2 separate regions of the Sus scrofa genome follow, and region 1 is linked to region 2. The links are chromatin contacts, called in public HiChIP or PLAC-seq maps. All regions are on one chromosome and are shown on one strand. Each heading gives the region's core, a stretch centred on a gene start, on an enhancer-like site or on the middle of the called end of the contact. The rest is flanking DNA. Distances are from core to core; before and after follow the strand shown. Region 1 has its middle 50 kb from the start of ACSL1. Region 2 overlaps IRF2 (interferon regulatory factor 2).

The links. HiChIP or PLAC-seq counts read pairs in DNA pulled down with a chosen protein or histone mark.
Region 1: an H3K27ac HiChIP or PLAC-seq map of alveolar macrophages shows a contact between it and region 2. The contact joins two enhancer-like sites. A contact is called at or near these places in 1 of 47 Hi-C or Micro-C datasets (liver) and 1 of 2 datasets of contacts at active chromatin or transcription factors (alveolar macrophages).

What each region holds. Positions count from the first base shown.
Region 1 is chr15:45,981,330-45,985,147 of Sscrofa11.1, reverse strand. No RefSeq gene overlaps it. Among named protein-coding and RNA genes, the nearest start is that of ACSL1, 50 kb to the right of the region's middle. Within about 2 kb of position 1,432, at least 3 of the 83 cell types and tissues checked have an H3K27ac peak or open chromatin away from gene starts, as enhancers often do. A contact at or near this core is called in alveolar macrophages, where this site is marked.
Region 2 is chr15:45,613,078-45,616,871 of Sscrofa11.1, reverse strand. The region is part of intron 4 of IRF2 (interferon regulatory factor 2); the gene reads left to right. Among named protein-coding and RNA genes, the nearest start is that of IRF2, 78 kb to the left of the region's middle. Within about 2 kb of position 1,746, at least 1 of the 83 cell types and tissues checked has an H3K27ac peak or open chromatin away from gene starts, as enhancers often do. A contact at or near this core is called in alveolar macrophages, where this site is marked.

The sequences.
Region 1 (3,818 bases), core at 183-2,682, 370 kb before region 2:
CATTGCCGTGAGCTGTGGTGTAGGTCACAGACACAGCTCGGATACTGCGTTGCTGGGCTGTGGTGTAGGCCGGCAGCTGTAGCTCTGGTGATTTTCTGATTTGACCCCAGTCTGGAAACCTCCATATACCATGAGTGCGGCCCTAAAAAACAAACAAAACAGGAGTTCCCGTCGTGGCGCAGTGGTTAATGAATCCAACTAGGAACCATGAGGTTGCGGGTTCGATCCCTGGCCTTGCTCAGTGGGTTAAGGATCTGGTGTTGCCGTGAGCTGTGGTGTAGGTTGCAGACTCGGCTCGGATCCCGTGTTGCTGTGGCTCTGGCGTAGGCTGGCGACTACAGCTCCGATTGGACCCCTAGCCTGGGAACCTCCACATGCCGCGGGAGCAGCCCAAAGAAATAGCAAAAAGACAAAAAAAAAAAAAAACCAAAACAAAAAAACCACAAAAACCAAAACCAAAACAAAACAAAACCCACAAAACTCATCATTGGCTGCCATTGCTCAGAGTGAAAAGCCAGTGTCCTTACACATCCTCTAAGGCCTGTGGTCCCGAGCACTTGCCTACACCCACCGGAGGCTCAGCTCCTCCTGCCCTTCCCCTCACTCCCTTTGCTGCAGTCGTGCTGGCCTCCTTGCTGGTCCCCAGGTGCTCTGGGCACCCTCCAATGTCAGGGCCTTTGTAACTGCGGTTCCTTCTGCCTCGCCTACTTTTCCCCCAGAGCTGGCCTCTCCCAGCTCCTTTAGGTCTTGTCAAGTGTCGCCTCCTCAGGAAGCTCTTCCCTCGCTGTCTAAGCTAAACTTGTGTTACTCCTCTCCCTTAGCCCTCTCCCCCTTCCTTGCTTTGTTTCTCCTGGCAACACGTACTGTCATCTGACCTATTTAGGTTTCTCTCTAGCAACTAGAACGTAAACCCCACGCGGGCCAGAGTTACTGTTTTGTTTTGTCCATTGCTGGGTATCCAGCCCCTAGAAGAGTGCCTTGCCCATGGTATGTGCTCAGTAAATTGTGATGAATTGATATCTAAATGCTAGAAAACTTGGTCAGGGAGAATGTTGAAAGCAAATAACAAGAACCCGGATTGTAATGCCAAAGCTTTTCAATTTCCCCTGGCATCTGCTTCTGTGTTTTAGCTCCACCTGGGTTAAGAAAGACGCCCCTCAGCTATTGTTTCATTATCTGTCTTCGCCCTCTTCACCCCTGGCCGATAGTAGTCTCGCAGTTCAGCTGACAGAGCAAAGGGATTAGGTGATGTTATGAGGTGAATTGTGTTCCCCCCAAAAGAGATAGGATGTCCCCCAGTAGAAGGTGGCCCTGTGTGGAAATAGGTTCTCTACAGAGAAATTCAAGTGAAAATAAGGGTGGGCCCTATTCCAGGAAGACTGATGTCTTTTATAAAAAGGGGAAATCTGGACGTGAGACAGAGGGAAGGTGACGTGAAGACACACAGGGGAAGAGGCCATGTGAGGGTGGAGTCAGACACTGGGGCTATGCTCGCATAGCCAAGGAACCCAGGGCCACCAGAAGCTGGGAGAGCAGCCTGGAGCAGATCCCCCATTCCAGCCCCAAGAAGCAGCCAGCCCACCAGCACCCGATGTGTCTTGGGCTTCAGGCCTGCAGAACCGTGAGCCGCCAGTGCGGTGCTCTGTGGCAGCAGCCCCAGCAATAGAAAGCGAATAGGTTGCTTCCTCTGCACCAAGCCTCCCCCCGACCCACGCTGATGGGCAGGCATGGAGATGAGCCGGGTGAACATGAAGGGCTTGGGCTGCACGGTGAGGGGCAGACGAGCTGCCAAGGCTGCACTGGGGCACCTCGGACCAGGGTTTCAGTCCCCACCTCCGGCACAACCGGGCCCTGTGCTGCAGGCAAGCCGCCCCACCATCTGGGCCAGCAAAATGAGTTTTTGGAGTGAATCTTGTCTACAGCTCAGCCAGCGCTCCGTGTTCCATTGTTCTACGGCATCCTTGGAGGTCTAAACATCAGCGGGAAGGCAAGAGAACATTTGATTCAATGATGACCTTGAAAACCTTTTCAAGATAACTCTTAATTTGCAGAGCCCAGTTAAACAATTAAAAAAACTTTGTCTGTTCCCACTAACTGGCTTTTCCTCAGCATTTATTTCCAGCCTGGGCTGATGTCATTGATAAAATGAATGGAGAGATGAGTCAGTGCTTGAGCAAGGCGCTAGGCTCTCTGCGGTAACTCCTAAATTAAGCTAGCTGTAGCCACCAAAGTTCAATTTAAAAGCAGAAGTCGGGGGGGGGATCACAGAAAGGAAAAGGCCCAAAGGAAGATCACTGTTGGTCCGTCGGAGAATAGATTTGTGCCAAAGGGGCCCAAAATAATACATAATTGGCAAGCTTCTTGTCAACGCTGCTACTTTCGTCCCAGCAGAATTGTATGGCAGTTGTGTAAATTGCTATGAATAATTATCATTTTTGCAAAAATTATATCCAGGCAGAAAAGCAAGTGTCTTGGGCAGCGACATCTCTGAAATATCCAGATTTGGAAACAGGATTAACTGCCTCCAAAACCCGCCACCACAGCCTGCAATCACGTACATGTTGCAGCAACACAAGTGCAAGCACTCCCCTCCCCTGAAAATGGGTTTGTGGGGTCAGGGGGAGAGTGTGCCAAGTTGGTCCTGGACAAGACGCAGCTGTTGTCTGTGCCAGAAACGGGGACCTTAGAGGTTACTATGCCACCTCCCATTCAACTCAAGAAATTAGAATATGGTAGAATGAAAGAACTTTTTCATCAATTCATTCAACATATCCTTATGCGAACCCACTGCTTCCCAGGTGCTAGACCCTAGAGATATAAGACAGACACTGTTCCCTGCTTTACAAAGCTTACAGTTTCAGATAAAAACCTGGAAATTATGATAAAATCTGGGAAGGAAGCAAAGACTAACAGAGACGCTTAGCTTTCACAAAGTGATCTTTGAAAAGATGAAATTGGGGCCTAACACATGGGGAGGAGCTGTCCATGTGACGATTAAGAGCAAGGCCATTCCAAGCAGAGCGAACAGCATGTGCAAAGGCCCTGAGGTAGGAAAGTTCAGTGTCTGCAGTAGAGGGAAATATAGAGATAAAAATCTGCACATCGGACAAAGAATTATGGATCTAGAAGAACCATAGAGAGCTCTTTGCCAAACACCATTATTTTGTGTTTTCTATAGTTTAAAGTGTCTCTGTATCTTCCCTAAAGTCACAGAGACCAGTGGAGGAGGAGAACTAGGCTCCAGAATGCTGGACTATATTTCATGTTACCAAGCCCTCTCGTTAACCAAGTTGAACAACTGAGTTTACCCCAGTCTCATTCTCCCAAGATACTAGTAGCTCTGTGTGTCATACAACAAATGAATTCCAGATTTGGAAGCGCTATAGGAGTTCCTTATATGTGATTGCATCCATTCATCCATTCTTTCTTTCACTCACTTTCAACTACTTAGTGCAAGGAAGCCCATGTACCCACAGCATCACTCCTTTTCTGGGAACTGTACTTCATCACACTGTTCTTATGTCCTGTGTACCTGTCTGGACCTCCATGAGGAGGTCAGGATCTATCCCGAGCACCAGGGAATCTCCAGAGCTTACTTAGCTCAGAACATACAAGTTGCTCAATTAATATTTACTGAAAGCTGGGAGTTCCCATTGTGGCTCAGCAGAAATGAACCCAACTAGTATCCATGAGGATGCGGGTTCGATACCTGGCCCCATTCAGTGGGTTAAGAACCTAGCATTGCCGTGAGCTGTGGGGTAGTTCGCAGACAAGTTTTGGATCTCAAGTTGCTATGGCTGTAGTATAGGCTGGCAGAT
Region 2 (3,794 bases), core at 497-2,996:
TGGTTGCTTATGTTCCTGTCCCCATCACTACAGCGTGGCTTTTTTTTTTTTTTCTTTTTACGGGCATATGGAAGTTCTCAGGCTAGGGATCGAATTAGAGCTGCAGCTGCAGCCACAGCAATAGTGACCCACACCGCAGCTTGTGGCAACACTAATCCCTTAACCTACTGGGGCAAGGCCAGGGATTGAACCCAAATCCTCATGGATACTATGTTGGATGCTTAACCTGCTGAGCCACAGTGGGAATTCCAAAAATGGAGCCCTTTTGAGAAGAGAGATCACGTCCTCATCATCTTTTTATCTCCCAAAGAGCTTTTCACAGAACTTGCTTGGCTCCATAAGATTTTTTGAATGAAATGTTAAATAAATGTAACTCAAAGGTTTGTGAAGATGCTTAACTCGGTTCACCTGGGAAAGGTCACAAAAAGAGTAAAATTATTCTTTTTTAGGTTGCATGCTTTTTTGTCATCATCCCCCACCCTCCCACTTGTTTATCACTTGTTCATCTTAAGTTTTATCCATCACAACACATGGTTCATAACATCTGCCTTTTCCAGCCTATCCCCTGCTCCCAGAAGGTTCTCCAGGAAGGATTCCTCTATTTCCTCATCAATACATAATTATTACATAGCATCACGTGCAAGGTACTGTACTTGATATCTGGGGAAGTCTAAAGAGCAGTCAGAAGCCATTCCTGCTCACAAGGACTGTTCACAGGTTAGGGTTAGGGTTAGGGTTAGGAAAGCTGTGAGCTTTGCTTGAGTTTAGAAGGTGAAAGGCGTCTGAGGGATAAGAACTCAAAAAGTGAGACATGGGCTGAGTTAACGATGACTAAGAGTCCAGATTTTATTCAGTGGACCCGGGAAGCCACTGCAGGGTTTTGAGCCTGGTGCTAAGACGTTTGGGAAGGTTAATCTGGCCAGCCCCGTGCAAGCTGGAGATAACGCTCATATTCCAGAACTCGGACCCTGGGTGCCCGCCTGCTCCTTGTGAAGAATCTGGCTGTGTCCACCCTGCTCTCAGGTGGGGCACTGGCTCTGCTCTCCGGAATTTCTCTGGGGAAATCTCAGGGGATGCCCAAGCAATCATGCCCCATACTTTTCCTCTTGAGAGAAGCTGCCCTTTATCTATTTCTTCCTCACAGTAGCTCTGCCAAGTTGCTTAAGATCTCTGTTTATAGATGAAGAGACTAAGACTTGGAGAAGTTACAGGTTGTGAGTGGTGACAGTCTAGTCAGGTGTGCTTGACGCGAGACCTCAGCTCTCTCCGCACCTTCGGCTTCAGCAAAGGGGGATGGAAACCAGTGTGGTCCAGGAAGGGGTTGGCAGAGAGGAGGATATGGTGACAATGGAGTGGAACAAACCCAATTTCCAGGTGCCATTTGGAACTCGTTTAATGGCAGTGAGTATCTTTTAAAATTATTTGAAGACGTTTATGCACCCTGTAGAGGAGAGATGTGTTCTTGATTCAGAGGTCGTGTTGTCTTTAGAGTGAGTAGCGGTTTTGGCTCTTGTTTCCAGTTGGAATTCATTGGTAATCAGGATGGCGTCTTGTAGGAGTAGAATCACGAGCGCCTACGGTTATAGTTTGTGTGTTGGATCTCAACTCGATTTGAACATCAAGAGCTGAACGGAATGGCTCTATAATGACGTATATGATAATAAGTAGTATAATAAGTATAGAAGAAGAAGAAGAAAGGGGAAGAAGAAGAGGAGGAGGAGAATCTTTACAGAGAGTTTAGTGGCTGAGGGGACAGCTCAAAGGAAATCCCCTCAGGAAAAGTAGCAGCAAGAAGGAAGCTGTCAGGGACCCTGTGGATGTGGAATGAGGGAGGGAGTCGATCATTCTCATGGGGGGGACGGGCGGCGGGCGGGGTGGGGGAGCCAGGCCACGCCCTTCAATGCCAGCCATTTTCAGAGCAAACCATTTTTAGGCTTCTATCTTTGGGGAAGTCATTGGTTTTCAACATCGTTGGCCCCGAATGGAGCTGAAATCAGATGGCAGTAAATAACTTTGTCATTTTATGTAAATAGTTTTTCTTAGAAGGTTCCAGTATGCCGGCCCTTCTAAGAATCCCTGTTACTTGACTTTTCAAACGTAAGTACTGAAGCATGGCCATCTTCTTTCTCCTCACGTCCTCTTGTCTTTCCTGTGGTCCCGGTGGGACAGACATAGCCATGGTCGGTCATAGAGAATCACAAGGCCGTGGCAGGTACACAGTGATTTGGGGGCTGAAAACAACTGAGATAATTCGGATCCTGTCCACCTCCTGCCGTGTTCCTCGTCCCCAGGCTTCCCTGTGTAGTATCTCAGTGATCCACTTTGCTGTCCGCAGTTCTCACAGGCACCATCTTATTTGCCTTTTTCTGTACTTTCTCAGTGTACCTGAGGCCTGAGATGTCTTTTCTGGGCTTTCGTACTGCCGACTTAGCTGAATGGCTCCAGGGATACCCACCTCTTCATGCAAAGATGGACAGTCTGAAATGAACTTCCCACTTAACTCCCAAAAGAAGTCATGTCTTTCAGACTTTACTGCAAAGGCAAGTGCTCAGAGGACACGCTGATTCAGGGAAAAATAGGGTTGCTTCTTTTTCCCATTTTCCATATGGAAAGAAGGTTTGAACGTGCGGTATGAGCCTGAGTCCATATGCTTTGAAATCTGTCCATGGTTCTTGCTTTGCTGAATTGCAGAATCTGATGCTACCTAGGTACCTGGGTCTGGGGCCAAACACACCCAGCGGACCCAGTGTGATTTCACATTTATGAAATGTTTTCTTAAAAGTCAGTCTACCCTTTTTGGTCCTTACTGCCTTCTATGAATTCTTCTAGAAAAAACTGTTTTAAAAAGTGATGGATTTTTCAAAAATGCTTTTAGGTTTTTCATAATTTAGATGTATCCGGAAAGTAATTTATTTGTACAACTTCACACAGCGTTCTTATCTTCTTAATTGGTTTTTTACTAGAATATTACATTTATATATGTAACAGATTGAGATCACTGTAGTGTTTTTCAATTTTTAAAAAAGTTTATTTATTTTTGTTAGAAAATATGTTTCATACATGGTTAAATTGCTTAGGAAACATCTGACCCATGGTGAGGGTCAAAAATATCCTTTAAAAATTTTTGATACCTATGGTTTGGAAAATTTGTGCCTGTGACCCAAAGTACATGTGAGATGTACTGTTCTAGACTATGCTAGACATTTTACATGGTTACTTATCTAATCCTTGCAAAGCCTTATAGGAACAGATGGGCTTCATAACTTACCCAAGGCCACACAGCTAATAAGTGATAGAGCTGGGATTTAGAACCAGGCTGTAGAGTTCACGCTGTTGCCTTTTCTGCGCGGTTACTCCCTTGGCAGCCTGCTGGGGGAGGGGGGTGCTTCAGGGGTCGCTGACGTCACCAGAAGGCATGTCAAATAGAGGTATGATGGTTTTGCAAAGTTTTGCTCAGGCATTTCAGGCACGCTCACGCGCATGCACACACACAGTTTTCATCATTGCAGCCCTGGGGTCATACAGGGTCAAAAGACTTCCTCTTTTAGGAAAAGCCCCAGACAGCTCACTGTCTTTTTGTTCCATCCTTGCTTGGGGGTGGCTTGTATTCTTAGTTGCTCCTCCCTCAGCACAGAGACCGAACAAAACAGAAAGTGTTGGGAAATGCAACCACAGCCTGGCTCTAGGTTTTCTTTCTGTACCTGTAGGCCTGGGGGACTTAAAGTCCCTGGACTGTTCCTGACCCGAGGAAGCAACTGTCAGAACTAGCGTGGTGTCTGAGAACAGCTTGGGAA